Linked DNA regions of Mus musculus: all the other regions are linked to region 4. Evidence: chromatin contacts called from public HiChIP or PLAC-seq and promoter capture Hi-C data. All regions are on one chromosome and are shown on one strand. The core of a region is the stretch at or near the end of the contact, and the rest is flanking DNA. Distances in the headings are between cores, read along the strand shown. Region 1 has its middle 25 kb from the start of Gm33622. Region 2 has its middle 18 kb from the start of Gm52536. Region 3 holds the start of Zfp64 (zinc finger protein 64). Region 4 holds the start of A630075F10Rik (RIKEN cDNA A630075F10 gene).

Region 1 (2,700 bases), core at 76-2,575, 1.1 Mb after region 4:
GTTTCGAGGCATCTCTCTACTACTATGAGGGGAACTGGATGCTCACTCCTGGGATCTTCAGCATGAAATTTTACAGAAGGCTTTATCAACAACAAAAACGATTATTTTCAGAACATTACTACCACAACACAGACAGCATGTCATGGCTAGCTGAATCTGTCCTCGAGATCTCCACAGCCTCTCCTCTCTTTCTCTCTCTCTTGTTCAGGTCCCTCTTCTCCTGGCTCCTGAGAGACAGGAAATGGGATAGAAACTACTCCTTCCCCATGGCTGTAATAAACCACCATGACCAAGGTAACTCTAGATTGGAAAGATTTAAAATTGAGCCCATGGTTCCACAGGGTTAAAACCATTGTGGCAGGAGGCATGGCCGGGAGCTGCAGGCATAATGGCAGGAGCTAGAAGCTACATGCTTATACCCACAAATGCAAGCATGAAGCAGAGAAAACAGACCGGAAATGAGGGAAGGCTAGAAACTCCCAAGCCCCACCCTCAGTGATGTACTTCCTCCAACAACCAATTGGTGCCCAAGGATTCAAACACCAGAGCCTTTGGGACCACAGACACCAAACGGCTGGTGACCGGTGCCCCGTGACACTGACTGACACTGACGTCACTGGTGAACTTCGACCTTGTGATGTGCTCAGCTGGAGCCCCAATGAAAGTCCTCAAAGACAGTTCAGCCAAGGTGCTCTGCCGCTCTGCAGATCAGTGAGACAGAAGGGAAAGCACGAGATATGCTGAAGCGGGTAGAAAGCTCGCCAGAAGGTCTCCAATGGGAAACAGTAGCCTGAACTCCCCTCCTCCCCACCTCAGTAAAACGGCCATAAAGAAGGGAGAGGGGGAACGGCCTCACACATGCTTGTAATCCCAACACTGGGGACGTGGAGAAAGGAGGCTCCAGGGTCTCACTAGCAGTCAGTTTAGCCTAACTGGGGAGCTCTAGGCCCATCAGAGACCCTGAATCAAATGAGAGGGTGATGATCCTGAGGCTGACACTCCACATTGTAACGTTAAATATTAATCCTGGTGGCCGGGTTTTGCTCGCCCCAATCCCCAATGGTTAATGTTCCCAAACGAAAGACCAAAGACGCACACTCAGCCTTTATATGTTAATATGCCTTAAATGGCACAAGAGCTGGGCCACTGCCTAACCTCCATGCTGTTAGAATCTACCTCCCGGCAGAAATGCCAAGTTTCTACTTACTGAATTCTATGTTCTATCTTGGCCGCTCTAGACCCTGTTGGGCAACCCTCAGGGCCGTGCTCTTTTGTCCTGCTCTCTTCTCAAGCATGGCGTCACTCCACACTCTTCCAACCTGATGGATCTCCTCCTTCTCCTCTCTGCTTCCGGTCCCAAGAGGGGGCAGGGTCCTAAAATCCCGCCTCTGTCTGTCCTTCCTAGCTATTGACTGCTGGCATCTCTATTTACCAATCAGAACCAACTGGGGGCAGGTTCCCAGAAGCTCCTTGCAGTTTTATGGGGAACATAATTAGCATTCGCAATACAAGCAGCCACACCAGATTGTCCTTCAGCCTCCACATGTATGTGCGTACACATTCACATGCATACATTCATGATGATTATATGCAGAAAAAGACATTCACAGAGTGAGAAATTGTGGGTCCACATCCGCCCCGCCACTGGGGTGTGGGATACTCTGCTTGGGCAGGCAGAATGCGGAAGTGCCAGACGTGGGTCTGTGCTCTGCCCCACTGCTTGGGTGCTGGGTGGCACCACTGGGGAGGTAAACTCAAGAAGCATACTAGACTGCATTTACCCTGCGCTGCTGCCTCAGATGCTAGGCATTAGGGAAGCGCCTAGACACCACTCAGGGGGTAAGAAAACACAGCCTAAGATGTGGGAGGCCGAAGCTGGGTTCCCTGACACCCAGGCATCCAGTTGGGGCCGGAAAACCCATACAGAGAAGTTGGGAATGAAGCACTCGGGTCCACAGGCCTGCAATGAGTCCGGGACGGGGTGCTCCCAAACTCATGGACACCCAGGCGCCACTGGCTCATGAAGAGTTGGGAATGGAATCAGGGCCATGGGCTGAGGGCGATGATGAGCCCGGGGCTGGGGAAATGGGAGCTCCGGCTTAGCTCTTTGGTGATTGATCGTCCTCAGCTTGGTAGCAGTTGTCCGGGAGTGCAGAGTAGCCTTCTGTCACTGTGGCTCTGTAAGCAAAGGCCTTCTCTATACTCCCCATGGTGGTTCCTGATGAAAGAGACAGTCCTTGTTTATCCATATCATTTATCAACTGTTCACCATGGAAATGGATGATGCCAACTCCTCGGGGTGGACCAGATAATAAATACCTTTTACAGGGAGGAATGTCTGGGAAGGGAAGCTTATTGGTTAAACCCTTAGGGCCTCTAGGTACCTCATGAGCATGGAGAACTCTGTTCTGGGCTACACGACCAACATGGGGAGTGTGGTCACGTGTTGCGGGCCAGGACTCTAGGAGGGAGCAAGGAGCGCCTACCTTCTCAGGTGGGTACCTGGGTGCAGGGATCTCAGACCGGCTCTACCTTACCAAGTTTCCTGGCACGGCCCACTGCCCCATAAGAAATAACTTTGGGGAAGTAGAAGATATGGTATAGGCTAGTGAGATGACTCAGTGGATAAAGAGACTTGCCATCAAGCCTGAAGAAGGCCTGAGTTCTATCCCAGAATCTACAAGGTAGAAGAAGAAAACC
Region 2 (2,700 bases), core at 28-2,527, 1.0 Mb after region 4:
GCATGACTGTCCCCGACTGAGTGCCAAGGGTCACAAATCTCACCTTCCCGGCTTCCCTGCTGGGGTGTGACATCATGGGTTTTCTGCAGCCTGTGAGGTACCAGCCCAGGAGGCATGTAGTGCTTGAATCCCTGGCCATCAGTGCATGGATGTATTTGTAACCTCATTTGCTCTGTTTCTGTTGGGGAAAATCTTTCTGTCTGTCATTGCCAGACACCAGCGATCAAGACCTAACGGACCCAGCACCATCTTTCTGGAACGTTCTACCTCTCTCCCCAGTGGCAGCATCGGCTGCTCTCCCTGACCTTCGCGGCTACCCAGTGATGATCCCTCATCTTAGAACATCCACATTGGCCCACCAATCCTCACTGCCCTCCAGAGAGCCTCTGGCCTCACCTTCAGCAGAAAGTCACACAGCAGCCTACACGGAGACTCTGCCCTGCAGGTCTAAAGCCAACAATTGATTTGCTGAATTTTTGTATAAAAAGAGAAAGCAAAGAGGGTCTTTGCCCCAGACCCTCACTTCACTGCCTCACACCCAGTCAAACGCAAGCTGAAACACTGACATGATGGTGATTTTGCCAGTCCCAGGTCCATCTGGCAAAGAGATCTATTGATGAGATTCTACGGAGTCACAGTAGGCCATATTTCAACTGTACAAATGTCACCTCTGGGCTTTGCTTATGAAATCAAAAAAAAAAATCTTACTTTTTTGGCATGTCGGTTAAAGAAAAAAAAAGGACTGAAAACGTAATTCACTGATTCTTCATGTATGCTTGCCTTAGGTTATTATCATCGAGAACTTTCCAGAACATTTTGCACTAATAATGACATCCCCCACCAGCAGCCCCTGCAAGAGACGAATGAAGGCTCTTTTAAAAACTTTAGCTATTGCTGTCTTGTTAAACACATTCCTGGTACCTCGGGACCAGCCCCCCACGCAGATGAGAACCTCCACAGAGATAAGACAGGCTCTCCCAACAGCAGCAGGGAAAGTGCCCCTAGGTCCCCCGTTCCGTGGGTAGCACAGGTGAAAATCAAAAGCAGTACGTTGGAAAGCAAGCGCTTAGAGACGTGCGCTGTCTAGGAGATCGTGCGGGTAATCAGGACTTTCCAATCATTGCTTCCATGATGACAAGCAACAGCAAGAAAATGCAGGATGTTGATGCCTAATGGGTTTGCCCTTTGCCAGACAAATCCTTTTACCCACCGCGGGAAAGGCAGGATTTGTACGGGCTCCTGGAGAGAGCGCACACTGCCCTCTTGTGGTGACATGTGCTCATGATTTTATAGACTCCGGGAAACGGTAGAACATTACCACCAAAAGTAGATCAACCCCTGAGACAGATGGGAGTTGACAGCTTCCCGCCCTCTTGACCAGGAAACAAGCTGTTTGTTCCTTTGCTCAATAGCTGGGAGAACTCTGCCAAGACGGAAAAAGTCAGTGTAATTCTTCAAATGTTTGAACTCCATCAAACGGACTAAGAAGTGCACAGGAACTGCAGGCAGAACGGGTGAGTTGCAGTCTAACAGGAACTTCCCTCAGATCTTGAGCTGCCAATAAGGTATAAGAAATGGTCAGGTTTGGGACCAGCGAGATGGCTCAGAGGGCAAAGGGTGCTTGCCACCAAGCCTGATGGCCTAGGTTCTACCCCTGGAGCCCAGATGAAGAAAAGAACCCATGCCTGCAATTTGTCCTCTGACCTCCATAGCACCCTGTGGCCTGTGTGTTTGTGCATATTTGCGCATCACACACACACACACATACACATGTGCACACACACACATACACACAGGCACAGGCACACACACAGGTACATGCACACACATGCACACACACATACATACACAGGCACATGCACACACACATATACACTCACATGTGCATACACATACACACGCACACACAAGCATGCACACAATAAATAAATAAAATTTTTAAAAAACTTTGATATTCAAAATTAACAAGCCCCCCCACACACACACACACACACAAAAGAAGATGGACACTGAGGAGGGAAGAGGGAGGGGCAGAGTTAGGGATCGAGGGAAGAAATTTGGCTGGAACCCCTGCATTTAACTGGAGGTACAACTGATTTTTACCTCCTAAAAAGGATGCATTTACTATTTTCAACTGTCTTCATCTACCCTGTTACAGGCACATCCTAATTTTTGCTAATTCCCCACAGCCAAGAAAGGGAAACTATTCACTTGGCCCCGGCTCTGGGAACTGTTTCTAAGCCGGTGCTGTGGATCTGCGGAAATGCAAATGTCATTTCTAAATTTAGCGTGAGAAAGCCAGAGAATCAGCATTTCTGTTGATGGAACACCTTCTCGGGAAGTAGCACGTGCGGAAGCAAGCAGGCAACGCTTTTCTCTGACACTTGGAACAGTCCAGCGTCTCCCTGGCCAGCCCTGCCTCCGGGAGGGGCTCCCAGAGGATGCGTACCTGCGCAGACCTGAGGCAAGTCTCCTCTCCTTCCTTCCTCGAACAGCACCAGATTGTGACCCTAAGCAAGGCACTTCCTGGGCCTCACCCTCCTCTCCTCCAAAAGAAACAGAAAAACTTCACATCCTAGAGACACCTACATCCTCCGAATGAATCCAGAGGATGGAGACCATTATTTTCTTCATTGGTACAGCCTCTGCTAAGTTGCTGTGTGTCTGTCAGCAACCCCTCTCCCAGCCTGCAAGTTAGCA
Region 3 (2,700 bases), core at 177-2,676, 1.1 Mb after region 4:
GATGGCTGGCTGTGGAGACGGCCTCCTGGGACTAGCTCACAACTGCCTCTTATAGCTTCTCCTGTGACCCTGTCAAATAACCCTCCCTCCCCATTCACCAAATTCACTGAGCCTGGGGTCACTCTGACTCCCTTTTTTCATATCATCCTCTTTGGTGTGACAAACTGTCTTATGGCACCTGGGACACGTTCCCTAGACTGCAACAAAACCGTAACCTTGCTACCTCATCTCAGCCCCAGTGCCTGCCCGTTCATATCCCCTCGATTCTTTGTGGCACTCTGGCCTACCACCCTAGTTGGTCAGGAGTTTGCATGCTAATATTTCTCTTCCCCAAGTTGGGGGTGACACACGGAGAAGAGCTCTTACCAATTCCTGTTGCACGCAATAGCTGCCAGACATGATGAAAGGGCAGTTCAAATCTTGCCCCTCCTGGCTGTCATCGAACCCTCTTTTATCAATTTCTTCTCCTCTGGCATTTCTTCAACAACAAACTCAAAAAACTCTCTAATCAAACAACTAATTTACTGTTACGGGACTACGGGCTGCTAGCCACAAAGCCTGAGTCTCATGGTTACGGAGTGTGCCCTGATGGTGAGGATCAGCAATGCCCGAACATGCGACAACCCCGGACAACAGGAAATAGTCCAAATTGCTCTCCGGCCTCAACATCACCCCTTCTTAGTTCCTCCTCTTTTATATTGAACGAAAGGGAGGGATGGTAGTTACTAGACATCTTCCACAACCTACCCAGGGACCCTGAGACGGCAATTACGTCATCAGTAGGAGCCAAGTTGAGCCACATTCCTCCCCTGCGCATGTGCTATAGTCCCTAAAAGGCGGACTTTCTTCCCGCCTCTTTTTGATCAACGCCCTTGCTCACCTCCACCCTTCCCAGAGGCAGCCACTCTAAGCCCCTCCCCAATAAACCTCTCAGAGTCTGACCCTTGGAGTGACTTTGTGGCTTAGATCATAACAGGAAATAAAAAGGGGCTGTGGAACCTTCTGGGTAAGCTCAAGGTTAGAGCTAAGGTCAGTTCTTCAGTGCAGGATTCTCGGGGAAGAGTTGCAAATAGTTGTGAGTCACCTAATGTGGGCGCTGGGATTCGTTGCAAGAGCAGCACAGACTCTTAGCCACTATGCCTTCTTTCCAGTTCACCATCCCCAAGCAATTCTAACAAACCCTCCATGCTGCGTGAAATACTGAAGCCCCCGTGGAGCAGAGCCCCAATGAATTCTCCCATCTACTACACACTAATCTCTTTTTTTTTTTTTTTTAAGTTACTTATATTGTACATGCAGATGCTTGAGTCTGTTTCCACCATGTGAGCTGGCTGGCAGGAAACCAGGCTTGGTGACGTGTGCCCTACCCCTGCTGAGCCATCTCACCGGCTCAACCCAGCAGCAGGGCAAAGGCCCCGCCCCGGTGTTACGCTGCCGGATCTGCCCTAGGGGAGCACCCCGGGATTTGGGGCTCCACTCTCCCAGGCCGGCAGCGCATCCTCCTGGCATCTGCGAAGGAATGAGCGTCTCCAGGAGGGCAAGATGCAAAGGCGCAAGGCGACCACAGAGTCCCTGGCATGCCTGGGATAGGGTGGAGGGATCGGTGTACTCGGGTCTTAGACTCCACGACCTTTCCCGGTTCCTCGGGAGAGCACCGCCTGGGAGTCGGGCTGGGTGCAAGGGGCCAGCGCCCTCTAGGCAGCGGAAGTGGCGCTGGTTGTACATCCGTCCCCGCCTCACAGAGTTGGGAGAAGACTGGCTGGTGCGGGAAATATGCAGGAGAAAAGTCTTTGCATAATGTAGAGCGAGCCGTGGGGCTCCGGGAGCGGCGCCCCAAGGTCTGGGGCCATGAACGCGAGCGTGGAAGGAGACACCTTTTCTGGATCGATGCAAAGTAAGTACTGAACAGACGCAGCTGGGGCCTGGCCCGGACAGAGCCAGCAGGCCCCGGGATCGGGGTGACGGCGCACCTTGCATGCCTGTCCCCGCCAGCCCAGTCGGCGTGTCAGGTCGGGAGCCGCCTGGAACTCTTGCAGTACCCCAGGGGAGGCAAGACCAGGGGAGGCCACGCGGCGAGGAGACTGTCACCACCTCCCCTGCCCCGCCGGGTGGAGTTTGGGGCGCAGAGGAGAGGAGAAAGTGGGGTGATCCAGGCCAACTGGTAGGGAAACTTCTGCTTCAGTGGCTCAGGTTGGAGCATCCCTGAGGGGCTCGCGGACAGGTTTGCAGAGCCATCCTGGCACTCAGGGTAGGGGATGATATGGGTGTGAAAGACCTGGCTGGGGGTGACTTGCAGTGAGTTTGAGGTTCTGCTATTTTCCTGACATCCTATAAGCTATTGCTATCTCCATGTGCCTTTGTTCCCCAAAGTACGGGCCACGGACTGAACCGTGGACCGGCCACCTGGAGCGCATGTGTTCAAAACAGGCTGCTTGGTCCATCCCCTGCAGGTCTCCGAGGGAGGGTGGGGCCGGAATCCCAGGTCTTTCCTTGTGCCTGGAGCCTCAGATGTTTGAAAAGCTGTGGACAAGGTTCGCAAACACCTGAGTCACTTTGCTAACTGCAGATATTATAGCCATTGGCTCCCCAAACTTGCCTGAGTGTCCTCTGAACTCTAAACCCAGTCCCCACCCACCCCATGTGTCTCAGTGTCTTCCAGTGCTGTGGACTTCGGGTTGTGTTTTAAAGAGGGACGACCCC
Region 4 (2,700 bases), core at 38-2,537:
CATATTTTTCCCCATCTAGGTTATGCATACCATAAAAAAAAAGCAATTTGCTATTATATGTGGCATAAGGGTAACGCTTTCCTTAGGAGGTAAATAAGTTTTTTTTTTCCCCTTCAAATTTTATTTTAAATCCCAGGGTTGAATTTAGGGATCATGTCAAAATTTCCAAGACATTTCCAACAGACATCCTCTATGATAAATGGTGAAAAGGATATATTTGGCTTCATTTTGTCAGTTTTTTTTTTTGTGATAACCTTGGTAATTAAAGCAATAATGCAAAATGGTCGTTTGTTTCAGAGTGTTGTGCTGAGATAGTTTAAATATTTCACCTATAGATGAGTAGCAATTTACAATACGATCCAGACTTTGTTGTCCTATGAGAATAAAGAGACTCATTATTTAAATAAAATGATGGCTTTATCTATTATAGGTTACTCTCCATTGTACAGAGAATGCTCAGCTAGAAGAAACCCATCTTCCCCTGCATTTCCAAACTGTGTACTAGGTCTGCGAGACTTTAATATTAAAACATGCTCTCAGCTTTTCCAAGTTGACTTAGGACCTGATTTTAATCTGTGTAATACAGTATTCCCGTTAATAATAACGTGTAATTAAGACATCCGTTAAAAATCCATAACGTTAATTTAATGGAGAAAATCTAATACAGTTCTATTGGAATTTTTACGTTAAATTAACTTTAACGGGCTTTTAATGGATGTCTTAATTAGATCTCATTATTAACGGGAATATTCCACAAATTAAAATTGGGCCCTTAAAGTTTTAATGAAAAAAGTTGCAGGAATGCGTTTAAAACGGACACCCTGTTTTCATGCATTCTGCTGGTTAGGAGGAGAAGTTGCGTTTGAGAGGCAACAGGTCCTGCAGGAAGAGACTGCCAGCGAAGTTGGCCGCTTTCCCTCTTCTTGCTCTCGTAGAGTCTCTCAGGTTCTGCTCTGCACCCTCCCTGTGGCCACGGTCGTCTGACCGTGTGCATGCTGGGAACTAAGCTTACAGACTGCCCAGTATAACCTCACCGAGCGAGCATGCACAGGACAAAGCCTTTGGCATCCACATGGTTAAGCCTGCCTATCCCAACAACTTTCCCAGAAGATGAACATGGTCGGGAGGTTTTCTTGGCTCAAACTCTGGTTTAACTTTATAACTCCTCCACTCTGCTGTGATGAATGGCTCCCTGGTGCAGGGGCAGGACTAGGCAAGCCAGGTGCAACCTTAATTGTTACACTGAACAGAAACATTTCCTTTAGACAAACTTTCCCAGGGGGGTTATAAATAGGAAATGGCTGTTACCGCGAGAAGCTCGCTCCCAAGAGCAGCCCACTCCGACATTAAACTAGGAAGAGTGATTGGCCCCCTCCCCTTCCTGTTACAAACAGAGAAGAGAAGGACTGCGACACTCCCAGTCATTAGTTTTCTTCAGTGGCACTTTGTTTCTTTCGGACAGTGAAAAGAGGCCCTCGGAGATGCGACAGTCCCCTTGCAGTTTATCAATGAAAATCTAATATCGTCCATAAGGAGAGAAGTGGAAATCAATACTTCATTACCAAATTGTTAGTGAGGATGAAGAGAAATGGTTGGTGGGATTTTTTTCTTTTCCTTTTCTTTTTTTCCCCCCTTTTCTTTTTTTTTTTTTTTTCTTTTTGGCAGTCTTCGTAGAGTCAGGGATCAGGAGGAGGTCATCACTGAGTCCAAAGTCAGAAGCAAGGATGCAGCAAAGAAGAAGAAGCGCTGAGAGAGGGAGATCCAATCTGGAAGGAAGATCCAGGCTAAGGCATTGTCCTGCGGGAGTCAGAAGAGAGAAAACAGGGTTATTTCCAGAGGAATAGCATGGACTGTGTCTTGCTGGCTGGCTGCCCCTGTTTGCTGCCTATTGCTGTGATGAAACACCGAAAGCAACTTAGAGAGGGGAGGGTTTGTTTACATGGCTTACACTTCCACATTACACTCCATCACTGAGCAAAGTCAGGGAAGGAACTCAAGGCAGGAACCTGGAGGCAGGAACTGAAGCAGAGGCTGCGGAGGAACACTGCCAGTAATGGCTTCTTCCTCGTGGCTTGCTCTGTCTGCTTCTTTATATAACTCAGGACCACCTCCCCTCTCCCAGGGGTGGTACCACCTACAGTGGAGGTCAGAGGACAGCTGTATAAGTTCCAGGGTTCGAACTCAGTCATGAGACTTGGTGCTTACTGAGCCCTCTCACTGGCCCCTGTCATAAAACCATTTCTATACAGAAGAGACGTACCCGGGCTCATACAAAGCATTAATCCATCCACAATGTCTAAAAGGCAGAAGTACCATATCAGTGGATGCCTGGATAAGTAGGATACAGAGACACATGCAATGAGATCCCACTCAGCCTTCAAAAGGAAGGGCAGTCAGACTATTCTACTACATGAACGCACAATGAGGAACTTACACTAGGTAAAAAGAGGCAGCCACAAAAAGGCAGACACAGTGTCTACCTGATGCGTTTTTTTTCTCCCAAACATTTGTTTATTTTATGTATGTGAGTACACCGTTGCTCTCCTCAGACACACCAGAAGAGGGCATCAGATCCCATCACAGATGGTTGTGAGCCACCACGTGGTTGCTGGGATTTGAACTCAGTTCCTCAGGAAGAGCAGTCCGTGCTCTTGACCACTACTGAGCCATCTCTCCAGCCCCTGCCTCATACATATAATG

Evidence for each region. Promoter capture Hi-C pulls out the DNA fragments that hold promoters and counts their contacts. HiChIP or PLAC-seq counts read pairs in DNA pulled down with a chosen protein or histone mark.
Region 1: an H3K27ac HiChIP or PLAC-seq map of embryonic stem cells shows a contact between it and region 4, with 15 times the contacts expected there. The contact joins the enhancer-like site here to the promoter of A630075F10Rik in region 4. A contact is called at or near these places in 6 of 39 promoter capture datasets (the HPC-7 cell line, cranial neural crest, frontonasal cranial neural crest and 3 more), 3 of 484 Hi-C or Micro-C datasets (cortical neurons, embryonic stem cells and olfactory sensory neurons), 4 of 115 datasets of contacts at active chromatin or transcription factors (embryonic stem cells and stem cell-derived neural progenitor cells) and 1 of 9 other capture datasets (embryonic stem cells).
Region 2: a promoter capture Hi-C map of neural stem cells shows a contact between it and region 4. The contact joins the enhancer-like site here to the promoter of A630075F10Rik in region 4. A contact is called at or near these places in 8 of 39 promoter capture datasets (the C10 cell line, the HPC-7 cell line, cranial neural crest and 5 more), 4 of 15 datasets of contacts at CTCF or cohesin (embryonic stem cells, large pre-B cells, pro-B cells and 1 more), 3 of 484 Hi-C or Micro-C datasets (bone marrow-derived macrophages, nephron progenitors and uterus), 3 of 115 datasets of contacts at active chromatin or transcription factors (embryonic basal ganglia, embryonic stem cells and stem cell-derived neural progenitor cells) and 1 of 9 other capture datasets (embryonic stem cells).
Region 3: a contact with region 4 is called in an H3K27ac HiChIP or PLAC-seq map of acute myeloid leukemia, with 19 times the contacts expected there. The contact joins the promoter of Zfp64 here to the promoter of A630075F10Rik in region 4. A contact is called at or near these places in 9 of 39 promoter capture datasets (the 3T3-L1 cell line, 3T3-L1-derived adipocytes, the C10 cell line and 5 more) and 7 of 115 datasets of contacts at active chromatin or transcription factors (acute myeloid leukemia, astrocytes, craniofacial prominence and 3 more).

What each region holds. Positions count from the first base shown.
Region 1 is chr2:169,004,661-169,007,360 of GRCm38.p6, reverse strand. No RefSeq gene overlaps it. Among named protein-coding and RNA genes, the nearest start is that of Gm33622, 25 kb to the right of the region's middle. Within about 2 kb of position 1,325, at least 17 of the 459 cell types and tissues checked have an H3K27ac peak or open chromatin away from gene starts, as enhancers often do. A contact at or near this core is called in embryonic stem cells, where this site is marked.
Region 2 is chr2:169,060,303-169,063,002 of GRCm38.p6, reverse strand. No RefSeq gene overlaps it. Among named protein-coding and RNA genes, the nearest start is that of Gm52536, 18 kb to the left of the region's middle. Within about 2 kb of position 1,277, at least 14 of the 459 cell types and tissues checked have an H3K27ac peak or open chromatin away from gene starts, as enhancers often do. A contact at or near this core is called in neural stem cells, where this site is marked.
Region 3 is chr2:168,954,313-168,957,012 of GRCm38.p6, reverse strand. It overlaps Zfp64 (zinc finger protein 64), which reads left to right and starts at 1,426. Exons shown (of 6, transcript NM_009564.2): 1 at 1,426-1,894. The coding sequence starts at 1,849. Gm39993 (a long non-coding RNA gene) reads right to left here and starts at 930. Exons shown (of 2, transcript XR_867023.3): 1 at 367-930.
Region 4 is chr2:170,069,365-170,072,064 of GRCm38.p6, reverse strand. A630075F10Rik (RIKEN cDNA A630075F10 gene) reads left to right here and starts at 1,287. Exons shown (of 3, transcript NR_033634.2): 1 at 1,287-1,568. It also overlaps a transcript of Tshz2 not described here.